Linked DNA regions of Mus musculus: region 1 is linked to region 2. Evidence: chromatin contacts called from public Hi-C data. All regions are on one chromosome and are shown on one strand. Each heading gives the region's core, a stretch centred on a gene start, on an enhancer-like site or on the middle of the called end of the contact. The rest is flanking DNA. Distances are from core to core; before and after follow the strand shown. Region 1 holds the start of Gm46743 (a long non-coding RNA gene). Region 2 overlaps Ccdc148 (coiled-coil domain containing 148).

Region 1 (5,482 bases), core at 2,971-5,470, 380 kb before region 2:
AGTGGAGCCGGGTGGCACAGGCTAGGAGACTGAGGCAGGAGGATTGCAAGTTCAAGGCTTGCTTGGCTTATGGGGTGAGTTCAAGGGTATCTTGGGCAACTTACCAAGACTGTGTAAACATTTTTTTTAAAAGGCCTACAGAGATAGCCGAGTGGCCCAGCTCAGCCTAGCATGTGAGGGGCTCTAGGTTCAGTGGTCAGCGCTGCAAACAAAGTGATATTTCTAACCAGACAGGTACGGCTGGAATCACAGCCAGATACAGCGTGTGTTTGCATGTGTTTGGGTGTGTTCATGGGAGGGGATGAACGTGTGCAAGGGCATTTGTACTCTTTCTAGTGTGTATGAAGAGGTTCTCTGGTGGTCACGTGCAGATACATCCAAGCAAGCACTCAGAAATGCCTTCCACTCTCCCTCTAAAGTCCAGGATTCTAGTGAGTGCTGCCACAGGTGCCTGTGCGGTTTGGAACACAGCTCTTCCTGTGAGCTGTGCACCTCAGTTTGGGATAACTGATGCAGGAAACTGCATCCACTTGATTCCATCTCTGGCTCTTTGTGCACTGCTTCCCAGAGAAGCTATTCCCTGCTTGGCAGCGTCCCATGGGTCAGGCTGCCCTTCACCAGCTACTCCTTAGGCACTCGGAGGAATATCAGCATCCCCATCCTCTAAGGGTTTGCCACCCCCACTCTCTGAACATTCTTTCAACCCTGCCTCCCTCTCTCCTCTGTGAGCTTCCCCCCCCCGCCAACCCCCCCCGGGGGGGGGCTGGACTCTACCCATAAGCCTTTGCTTTTCTGTTTGAACAAAGCTGTTTAACTCTTTCAAATGATCCTTCTTGCTAAGGTAAGAGAAGTGACTCTTAAATCTTCCAAAGGGCTCCACAGGAGAGGCTGTTATGAGCTCTCTCTCTCTCTCTCTCTCTCTCTCTCTCTCTCTCTCTCTTTCCCTCTCCCCCTCTCCTTCTCCCTCTCTCTCCCTCTCTCTCCCTCTCCCTCTCTCTCTCTCCCTTTCTCTCTCTCTCTCTCTCTCTCTCTCTCTCTCTCTCTCTCTCTCTCACACACACACACACACACACACACACACACACACACACACACAGGGGTTGGGCGTAATGGCTTTTCCCTTACAGTGAGAGTGTGCTTACACACAGATGATGCCAACAATGGTCATATCAGGTGACACTGCTTCTCTTCTGTAGCCCCAACAGCAGGCACAGAGAGGGGGAACCCTGGAGGTGAACTGCTACCCAGCTACCCAGAGGTAAGGAAAGCCAAGCAACTTATCCCTAAGGGCAATACAGTGGGTGTGGGCAAGAGCAGAAGCTGTCCGACCTGTATGCTCCTTGGACCTCAGACTGCCTCTCATCAAGCAGAGGCTTTCAGGGATGGAAGGCGGATATTGCTTTCCTTCTTTGTTTTATCAGCTATATGATTGCCTGGAAAATTCCAGTGGTTCCTGTAGGTCACTCAGTCACACATCATGGTGTTAGTCACAAAGCCCACTTGATCCCTGATATCCAGACCATTCCTACCCTAACCATCCTGGTAGGCAGGGGGGCCCTCACCAACTCTTTCCTCTAGCTGAAAGTTGTGGTGGCTCTGGGCATTGCCCTTTCAGAGTTACAGGCTCCCTTGGTACCCTGTCCTCATGGGCAAGCTATGGAAAATTCTGGAAGAAAACCACAGAACTCATGTCTCAGATTTCTACTCACCAACTGACCTTAGACAAGTTTTTTTTTTAAACTCTTTGTACTGCATTTATATATAAATTGGATATTATTTTAGTAACTACCCAATAATCATAAGTACATTAATAGCCTGCTATATTCTGGGGAAAGCATCAGCTGTGGACAGTAGGCAGCATTGTGGCTATACATGTCCTGTATCACAAGCAATTTCCCAGAGTGACTGTCCCTGCTTTCCTTGCTAGCTACTCATGGGTGATTGCGTAGCTTGTATCCTAGGACGGCAATGCTGATTCCGAGAATATCTACCTTGCTCCTGCATTTCCAGCACAGACTGAGGCATCATTAGAGTTGGGTGGAATGTTCCTCAGTCTTAAGGTAGCTGCTGATTATTCATTATCATGGAGGACTGGGTGGGAAGGAGTCAGACATAGAAAAGTGGATATGTGTTGAACACAGCTGGCCAGATGTTGTGCTTCTTGGGCCCTGAGTTGTCCTGTTTCTTCCCTACTAGTAAGAACTTGGCTGTCCTAGAAATGAATGCTAATTGATTCCTTGGTTTCAGTGGTGAAGAGAACACATATGGGAAGGAGTGCTCTAGTAGGGTCTATAGCACATAACATCTACTGACCTTCAGTCGACACCAGGTAGGGAGATGTCTTCCTACCCAAACCATCTCCTGCTTCCTTATATATGTAGACCTCTCCTTTGTTTAAAGGCTTCAGAGCCTGGGTAGAGTGGACCTGTTGTGTGAGGAAGCCCAGTTTCTTCCTTTGAATCTGATGCACCCCTCTGCTCAAAGATCAGTACTTACAGGCATGATCTTCCAGGCCGGGAGTCAGAGTATAAGTATAAGTCTAGTAGGGACATCCAAAGCTTGTTTCTGACATGTGCTGCCCAAAGTATTGTCTGAGAACTGCCTGAAGAAGTCAGTGATTAGATCAGATGAAAATGCCTGTCTCGTTTTTTTCCTAACTGAATTCAAACACCCCATGTGGTAGCTACCATGGCTCCCTTCTTCAGAGCCATCTAAGGGTCATCATGTGTCCAGGTTGAGGAGGGCACACACAGCCTGACAAAGAGGCACACAGGTCATCAGCCTAGATCAGGAAGAGTTCCCAGTGGACTGCAGAGCCAACTCCATAGGTGAGTAGCTTGCAGAGATCCCATCCCACCCTAAGGCCTGGAACTTGGTGGAGCAGCCTGGGCTCTGCTCAGCCTCCCATGCTGAGCACAAAACACAGTTCTCTGGACACAGTTTGGCATCCTCAGACAGGAGAAACCATAACTGATCTGTTTCCCTGCAGGCTCATTATTGAGACTGCACATGTGGACAGCCAGTAGGGGCTCTTAGAAAAATTCCAGACCTGGAAGCTGACCACCCCTCCCATAGGGTGAATCTAGCCCTAAAAAATTAAGTTCAAGCCTGGCATAGTAGTGGCACACACCTTTAATCCCATCACTCAGGAGACAGAGACAGATGGATCTCTGGTCTACAGAGTGTGTTCCAGGATAGCCAGGGCTACATAGAGAAACTTTGTCTCAAAAAAACAAACCAAACAAACAAAAAACAATAAGCAACAACAACAACAAAACTGAAATAAAGGTCATTACCAAGAGGCTATAGAGCCTGAAAACCAGCCCTACATAGTCCTCTTCAGGAACCCGCAATCTCACAGGAGAGGTGTCTGAGGAACAGGGCTCCATCTTTGCTGCTCTTCACATCACAAGGATCTGCCAATGGCCGGTGAAGACCGAAACATCTGCCTTGCTTCTGCAGACAGATCGCCCGCAGAGGGCTGTACTGTGAATCATGGGCTCTGACAGCCACGTCAGCTGATGAAGCCAGGCGCCTGGCAGACCCTCAGGCTGAAGAACATCTGCTGCCTTTGTGAGCTTGTCTCTTCTCCACTTGCTCAGAAGAGGCTTGCGAGAGTTATTTGCAAAAACAGGTGGAGGGCTTTGAAGAAAGGCGGTATACAAACAGAACCAACACAGACAGCAGTTGCTCTGCCTTCAAGCTAATCCAACCCTATCCTACCCAGGCACTGAGAGAGGCAAGGCTGTGGCCTACCCCTCAGAGGCCATTGGAGACTGTGGGCAGGGAAGTGTGACTGAATTGTTGGACTTGCAGGACCTTACGTTGACCTCTAATATGGCCCTTCTATACGGTCTGGGCTGTCACTCACCTTGTTCACCAGCCTTGTGTCATAATTTGGGGAACAGAGCAAAGCCGAGCTACTTTTGTGCTGTGTCAGGATTAACTAGATAACAGTGATTGCCAGAGGTGGTGGTGATGGATGCTCTTGGACAAGAGGTCTCCATTATTTCAGCCATTTGTAGTTTCCTGCAGTTTGTCTTTTTGGCGCAATATATTCAGCACCGTTAGGGTTTTTCTGGGCAGGGGGGGGGGGAGGTGTGGGGGGTTGAGGTTGTGTCTCCAATTTATTTCTGTTCCTCCAAGGCCAATAGTTACTTTAGAGATAAAGAGATGATGTGGTCCAAGTCTGACTCACTCACAGATAAGAATCCTGAAGCATAGTTAGAGCCTACGTTTGTGCAAAGTCTCACAGCTAGCTGGAGCTGGAGGCAGGGGGTGGCAACTGTGCTAATTCCTATGTTGACTTTGTCCATGGGAGGAAGGCTCACTAGGGTGCCTGCAAGCACAAGCAGGAAAATTGGAGCGGATTTAACTCATGCTCGCTCCGCCCATAGAACACGGTGGGAGAGCCTTCTTTTCATTATTTTTAATGAACTTTTAAATGACTTATGGTTCCTTCTGCTAGAGCTGCCAGTGGACAGTTCACTGTTCTTCATCCAGAGGGGCCAGTGTGCATCCCAGGGTCCGAGCTGTGGCCCTGCAATGTGCAGAGGAAGCTAGTCAGTGAGTCTGAGCAGCAGACCCATAGTCTCTAATGCAAGCTGACAGCAGTGCCAAGCTGCAGTCTGCAGTCTAGAGAGCAAGCTGGACAATGGGGCTGTGCTGCAGTTTTGCAGTCTATAAAGCAAGCTGGTAGCTTGGCAGTAGCAACACCAGCCACCGTGGAACAATCTAGAGGAGACTGTCTGCAGTCTTTATGAGCCATATAGTGAGTGCACATTATGTGCCCGAGCTCCATGTGATTGAGGGAGCCCAGGACTTTCTTGCTGATTCACTCAGAGGCCTGCATGGTGCCTGCTACCAAAGAAGAATGAAAGGGCCATTGTGTCTGCACCTATGTAATATACGCGCATGCTGAGCAATACAGCATGACTCAGGACCATTTCCTGGGTGACCCTGCACCACCTGCTATTATGAAGAAGAGGGTTGAACAATCTATGGGGTCCCATCAAGAACCCTACAGTGGATGGCTCTTTCAATCTCTGTTTGGTTTTAATTACTGTTTAACAAAAATAGCCTGTCTGTAGTTAGTAACCAGTGAGGTCAGGCATAGCCATCACAGAGACCTGTGGGGGTGGAGAGAGGGCTTCATCATGAAACCGGCCAGGTTGTTTTCTCCAAGGAGGGCCCAGATGATGCCGTGGATGGCTTTCGTCGATTGTCAACACCCATCTTCATTTCTGTGATGAGCCAGCAGCTGGCTGTGCAGGGCTGCTGGCTGCTGTGGTGACAGCGGATAATGGGAGAGGCATAAACATTCAGTAATGAGCTCTGTGAGAGCACGGGGGGGATCTGCAGAGACCTTGAGTCATGGTACAGGTGACTCCCGTCCATGTGGGCCAGCAGAAGCTGGAGGTTCAAAGCCGAAGTGGAGTTGGCTAGAGAACCAGCATGCTTGAGGGGTATGGTAGGGGAGAAG
Region 2 (4,889 bases), core at 251-2,750:
TCAACTGGTTTTCTAGTCCAAAGTTTCAGAGTCTCCCATGTTCTTCTAAAAATCGACATGGTCAGGTTCTTCCTAGGAACAGCCTGCTCCTGGGTTCCAACGGTTGTCTCAGTTACTTTTCTGCTGCCATGATAAAATACCATGACCAAGACAACTTAAGGAAGAGAAGAGTCATTGTAACTTACAGTTGCAGAGGGGTAAGAGTCCTGGTGTGACAGATAGATAGGCATAGCAGCAAACAGCAGGCATGGAGGCAGGGGAAGGGAGCTATAAGACTACTCCTTTAACTGCAAGCACAGAACAGAGAGAGCAAACTGGAAGTAGAGCGAGACAAAAATCTCAAAGCCCACTTCCACTGATGTGTTTCCTCCAGCAAGGCCACACTCCTAAATCTTGCTAAGTAATGCTACCACCTGAGAAGCAAGTGATCAGATATACTAGCCTAGGAGGGCCATGTTTCATTCAAACTACCACATGAACAGGGACATTGATATTTGTTAAGAATTGTGGCAGGAGTAGTAGGAGATGGAAAAAAGTAGTGTGGGCACCAGGCTCTATTAAGAGATGGAGTTTTAAGCATCTCTTTGTGGGTTGAAGGGGTGGGGAGAGAATTCCTTAACCTGACCTTGTATATGACTAACTTGCCTTCATGACATAAATGGAGGTAGATCTGAAGATGGCTAAACATTTGTGTTTGTATTTCTTGAGCTTTTCTCCCTCCTTCTCCCTCCCTTCCTCCCTCCCTCCCTCCCTCCCTCCCTCCCTCCCTCCCTCCCTCCCTCCCTACCTCCATCCTTCCCTCCCTCCTTCCCTCCCTCCTTCCCTCCCTCCTTCCCTCCCTCCCTTTCTCCTTTCTGCCCTCCCTTTCTCCTTTCTGCCCTCCCTTTCTCCTTTCTGCCCTCCCTTCCTCCCTCCCCCACTCTAATAAAACAAATGTACTAAGTCAGAAATCCCTGGTATGATGACAAGAGTGAAGCCAGGTCTTTGAAACCCTGGTTTTAGCTGATGAGATGGTTCAGTTGGCAAAGGCTGATGATCTCAGTTCAATGCCCAGAACCCGAATGGTGGAAGGAGAGGACTTATTACCACTTTTGGTTCATTATGTGTTCTGTGCCATGCGTGCCCTACCCCATACTCACATGGATTAAATCAATGAAAACAAACAAACAAAAAAGCAAGACATCTAAGTAAATGAGTCATTTAAGCTCTGTGAGTGTTAGTTGGGACTAATTGCAGCCGTTGTATGGTGTGGTGTGCTTGCTTTTAGTTCACCTCTGCTTTTACCCACTCTATCACCAATATGTATTTTATATCAGGTGAGCACCTTTACTGTAGCTAAAGATAAACAAAAGCTATACTCTAAGCTCTTGCTGAGAGCACTTTAACAAGCTTTGTGTAAATAGGACAGTAGACTTAGAGCAGAGAGCCAGCCTTTACCCCGTTACAGTCCTTGGAAGAGGCTGCAGCCAGGAACGAAGGAGCCGATGCAGAGCCTTCCTCTTCATGACGCCCTCGTTTGGCAGATGGGCAGAGCCAGACAGATGGTGACAGGTCATGCTCCCTTTCTTTTCAAGTGACCCTGTCTTGCCAAAGGACACTTGGCACTCTAGGAAGTATGCTGGTGCTCTCCAAAGAGATGCCAGAAGGCTTGTTTGACCTATGGAAGTGTGAAGAGGCAAAAATTCTCTCCAGGTAGGATTGATGCTCGAAAAAGATGTAGCCCCAAAGAGATAAAGGAAAGTTGCTACCCATTTAGCCTCTGAACAGACAGACTGGCCAAGTGATTTTAGAAATCCTTCACTTCATTTGCAGCATAAGTATGTCTCTCTCATTAAATGTTTTCAGACCATAAGCTTTTATTGTTGTTTTTTCATGTTTCATAATAGTCTATTGATTATCTATGCCATACTATTTAATCAATCACTAAATGGAAATTCTTGTTTTGTTTTTTTTTAAAGTGTTTATTAACGAAGTGTGGTGGCTCACTCCTATAATTCTAACACTTGAAACACCAAGACTGGAGGATATTTCAGAGTTTTGGTCCATCCTGAACTAAAAATGAGGAAAAGAGTGTTTATTGTGCATTACACTATAATTAATATCCCTGTTCTTTTGCAGGTGCACCTCTGATTATAACATTAGATGAATTCCTGACAATAGACACACTGGGCTTTCATTATACTTCACCCAACAAGCTTCTAGAAAGTTCCACCAAGTATATTTCCTATCTGTTCTCAGCTGAGTGTTATTTCACATACTCTTGTCATTACAATGACAACATTATTATTATTATTATTTTGTAAATCCCTTGAGTGTTTTATATAATAAACAGTAATAGTAGCTAATGTATTCATATTTATAATGACAGACACTATTCTAGTGCTTTCTATATACGTAATAGGCAGAATTCTAAGAGGACCTCCCTGAGAATATCCACCCACAGTATACACCCTATGAAACATGCAGGAGTGTAAATATTCTGCGCTGTCTCTCCACTGCTATCTGATGTTGCCAAAGAGACTTGGACATGTAATTAAAGTCTCTGATAGTCGGCAGATAAGATAAAGTGGTCTGACCTTATGGCAAGAACAGTTTCTAAGTTTGGGGGCTAGAGATGAAATGGAGGGATTCTAAGTATGACAAAGAATGGCTGAGAGGATCACTTTGCTGGGTTGACTTGAAGGTGGGGCCAAGCACATGGCAAAGAAAACAAGGAGCCCAGTGTCCCCAAGCTGCTCCTGGCTCATAAGCAAGGACGCGGGAACTTCAGTCCTAAGGGCACAGGTCATTGCATCTGACATGAATGGTTTTGCAAATAGGTTTTTGCTTTAAAACAGTCTGGCTTCTTCTACTTTGTTTTCAGCCTTGTCCAGGTCCAAGTGAAGAACTTAGCTGAGTCATGCCAGACTTGAAAAGCACAGCATTATGAGCTAGGATAGGGACACCAGTTCTACAAAACAAGGGACGCAGAAGCCAGGTGGAAGGACCAAATTTGAGATAATTTGAGTATTGGAATAAACGTACTGGTGTAACAGGCCCCTACACCTTAGTAGCCCCCCAGATCTTAGCACTACTGATGCCATGATGGAAGTACCATTCAGGCCATAAAACTCAGCACACAGCACCTCCTGCCAAAACAAAGAAAAGATCTATGCCTTTAAAGTTCATAGTTCTGGAAAAGTCTCTAAATGTACTAACCTTGCTTTTTGGCTTATGTAATTCTGTTTCTGGCTGACTGTTCTTGGTAAATGAAGTATGTCAGCCCAGTATATGTTTTTTTGTGCTTAAAAGCACACCCTGAGAAAGGCTTGGGGCTACACTGGGATCCCAAACACCCAGTATAGTTGCCTCCCAGTTAATAAAGACTTTCTATTGGCTTGAACCCAAGCCCAGGTACCCTCCTCTGCTAGATACCCATCCATGGTAGTTGATGGTAACCTATCATACAGTGAACTGGGTAACAAATATATAAATTGTATATGCAGTGGGCAAACCTCATTAGTTTCAAACTTGCCTCTCCACAAAACACTAATTGCAAACGAAAAGAGTAACTTTAAAGTGGGCCTTTTTTTTGGGACAGAAACTCTTTTAATTAAATGTTGGAAGTGACACCAGGGACAAGTGGGAAGCAGATTGCAGTATGAAGAACCCATCGCTCTTGTCACAGACCTAACATGCATCTAATCATGAGGAAACACAGAGAGAACTGGCACGCAATCTACAATGTGTCAGAATCCTCAAAGTCAGAGGCAGACAGAGCAGCAAGACTGAAGGGGATTAAAGAGACATGACAGCTAAACGCAGGGCCTGATTCTGAACTGGGGCTTTTGCTGTGAAGGACACTGCTAGAACAATCAGCAAAAGTGGAGCGACAGCTAAGAATAAGTTGATCGCAATGTTATCAATGTTAAATCTCACTGAAGGCTGTCTAGTGCCTGCATGGAAGATTGTTCTGTTTGTAGGATGACTTTCTCAAAAATGTAGGAGTGGTGGGTAATGAGGGCTGCAATGTCCATGAGATCAGAGTTTCCCTCAGAAGACAAATTTCTACTACCGTGCTTGTAGCCTTTTGATAAAGTTAGTGACAGTTGCAAAATGTAGACATTAATTTAAAATAAAACTTTAAGAGGAAACTTCTTTTTCTTCTTTTGAAAAAGTGTGATGAACATAGAGCCAAAAATTATTGTATTTACATTGATTATTTTGTGGCATTTTTATATGTAGCTTTGCAGTCATCTACTAGATATGTGTATTTATATGTATATACACACATACACATATATGTATATATAGATATGTATATATTTACATATACATAGTAAATATGCATATGCATGTATGATTCAGGGTTCTCTAGAGGAACAGAACTTGAATCTCTATATAAATGGGGTTTATTAGAATGGCTTACAGGCTGTGGTCCAGCAAGTCTAACAATAGCTATGTACAAAGTAATGGTTCAAGAATCCAGCAGTTGTTCAGTCCATGAAACTAGACGTATCAGCTGGTCTTTAGTATATGCTGGAATCTTCAAGTAGACTCCAGTGCCAATGAAGGAATGGACTTGCCAGCCAGAGCGAGGGTAAGCAGGCAAAGAAAGCAAGATTCCTCTTCCATGTCCTTTGTACAGGCTTCCAACGGAAGGTGTGGCTCAGATCAAAAGTGGATCTTCCCACCTCAAAAGATCTGGATTCAAAGTGGGTCTTCCCACTTCAAATGATTTAATTGAGAAACAAAAATCCATCACAGGTACACCTAGACCCCCTAGTGTTAGTTAATTATAGATATAGTTAAATTGACAACCAAGAATGGCCATCTACCCTTGTCAACTTGATACACAATCATGTCTCATTATGCCATGATTAATTTTCAAGTGAAAATAATAACAGGGT

Evidence for each region. Hi-C and Micro-C count contacts between places; a contact is called where the count stands out from the background.
Region 1: a Hi-C map of cerebellum shows a contact between it and region 2, with 1.7 times the contacts expected there. The contact joins two enhancer-like sites. A contact is called at or near these places in 1 of 15 datasets of contacts at CTCF or cohesin (pro-B cells), 10 of 484 Hi-C or Micro-C datasets (the 63-12 cell line, the N1E-115 cell line, the NIH/3T3 cell line and 4 more) and 4 of 115 datasets of contacts at active chromatin or transcription factors (bone marrow-derived dendritic cells, bone marrow-derived macrophages, cardiomyocytes and 1 more).

The regions. Positions count from the first base shown.
Region 1 is chr2:59,415,814-59,421,295 of GRCm38.p6, reverse strand. Gm46743 (a long non-coding RNA gene) reads left to right here and starts at 795. Exons shown (of 3, transcript XR_001783312.1): 1 at 795-841; 2 at 1,197-1,258. Within about 2 kb of position 4,220, at least 49 of the 459 cell types and tissues checked have an H3K27ac peak or open chromatin away from gene starts, as enhancers often do. A contact at or near this core is called in cerebellum, where this site is marked.
Region 2 is chr2:59,033,287-59,038,175 of GRCm38.p6, reverse strand. The region is part of intron 1 of Ccdc148 (coiled-coil domain containing 148); the gene reads left to right. Among named protein-coding and RNA genes, the nearest start is that of Ccdc148, 120 kb to the left of the region's middle. Within about 2 kb of position 1,500, at least 6 of the 459 cell types and tissues checked have an H3K27ac peak or open chromatin away from gene starts, as enhancers often do. A contact at or near this core is called in cerebellum, where this site is marked.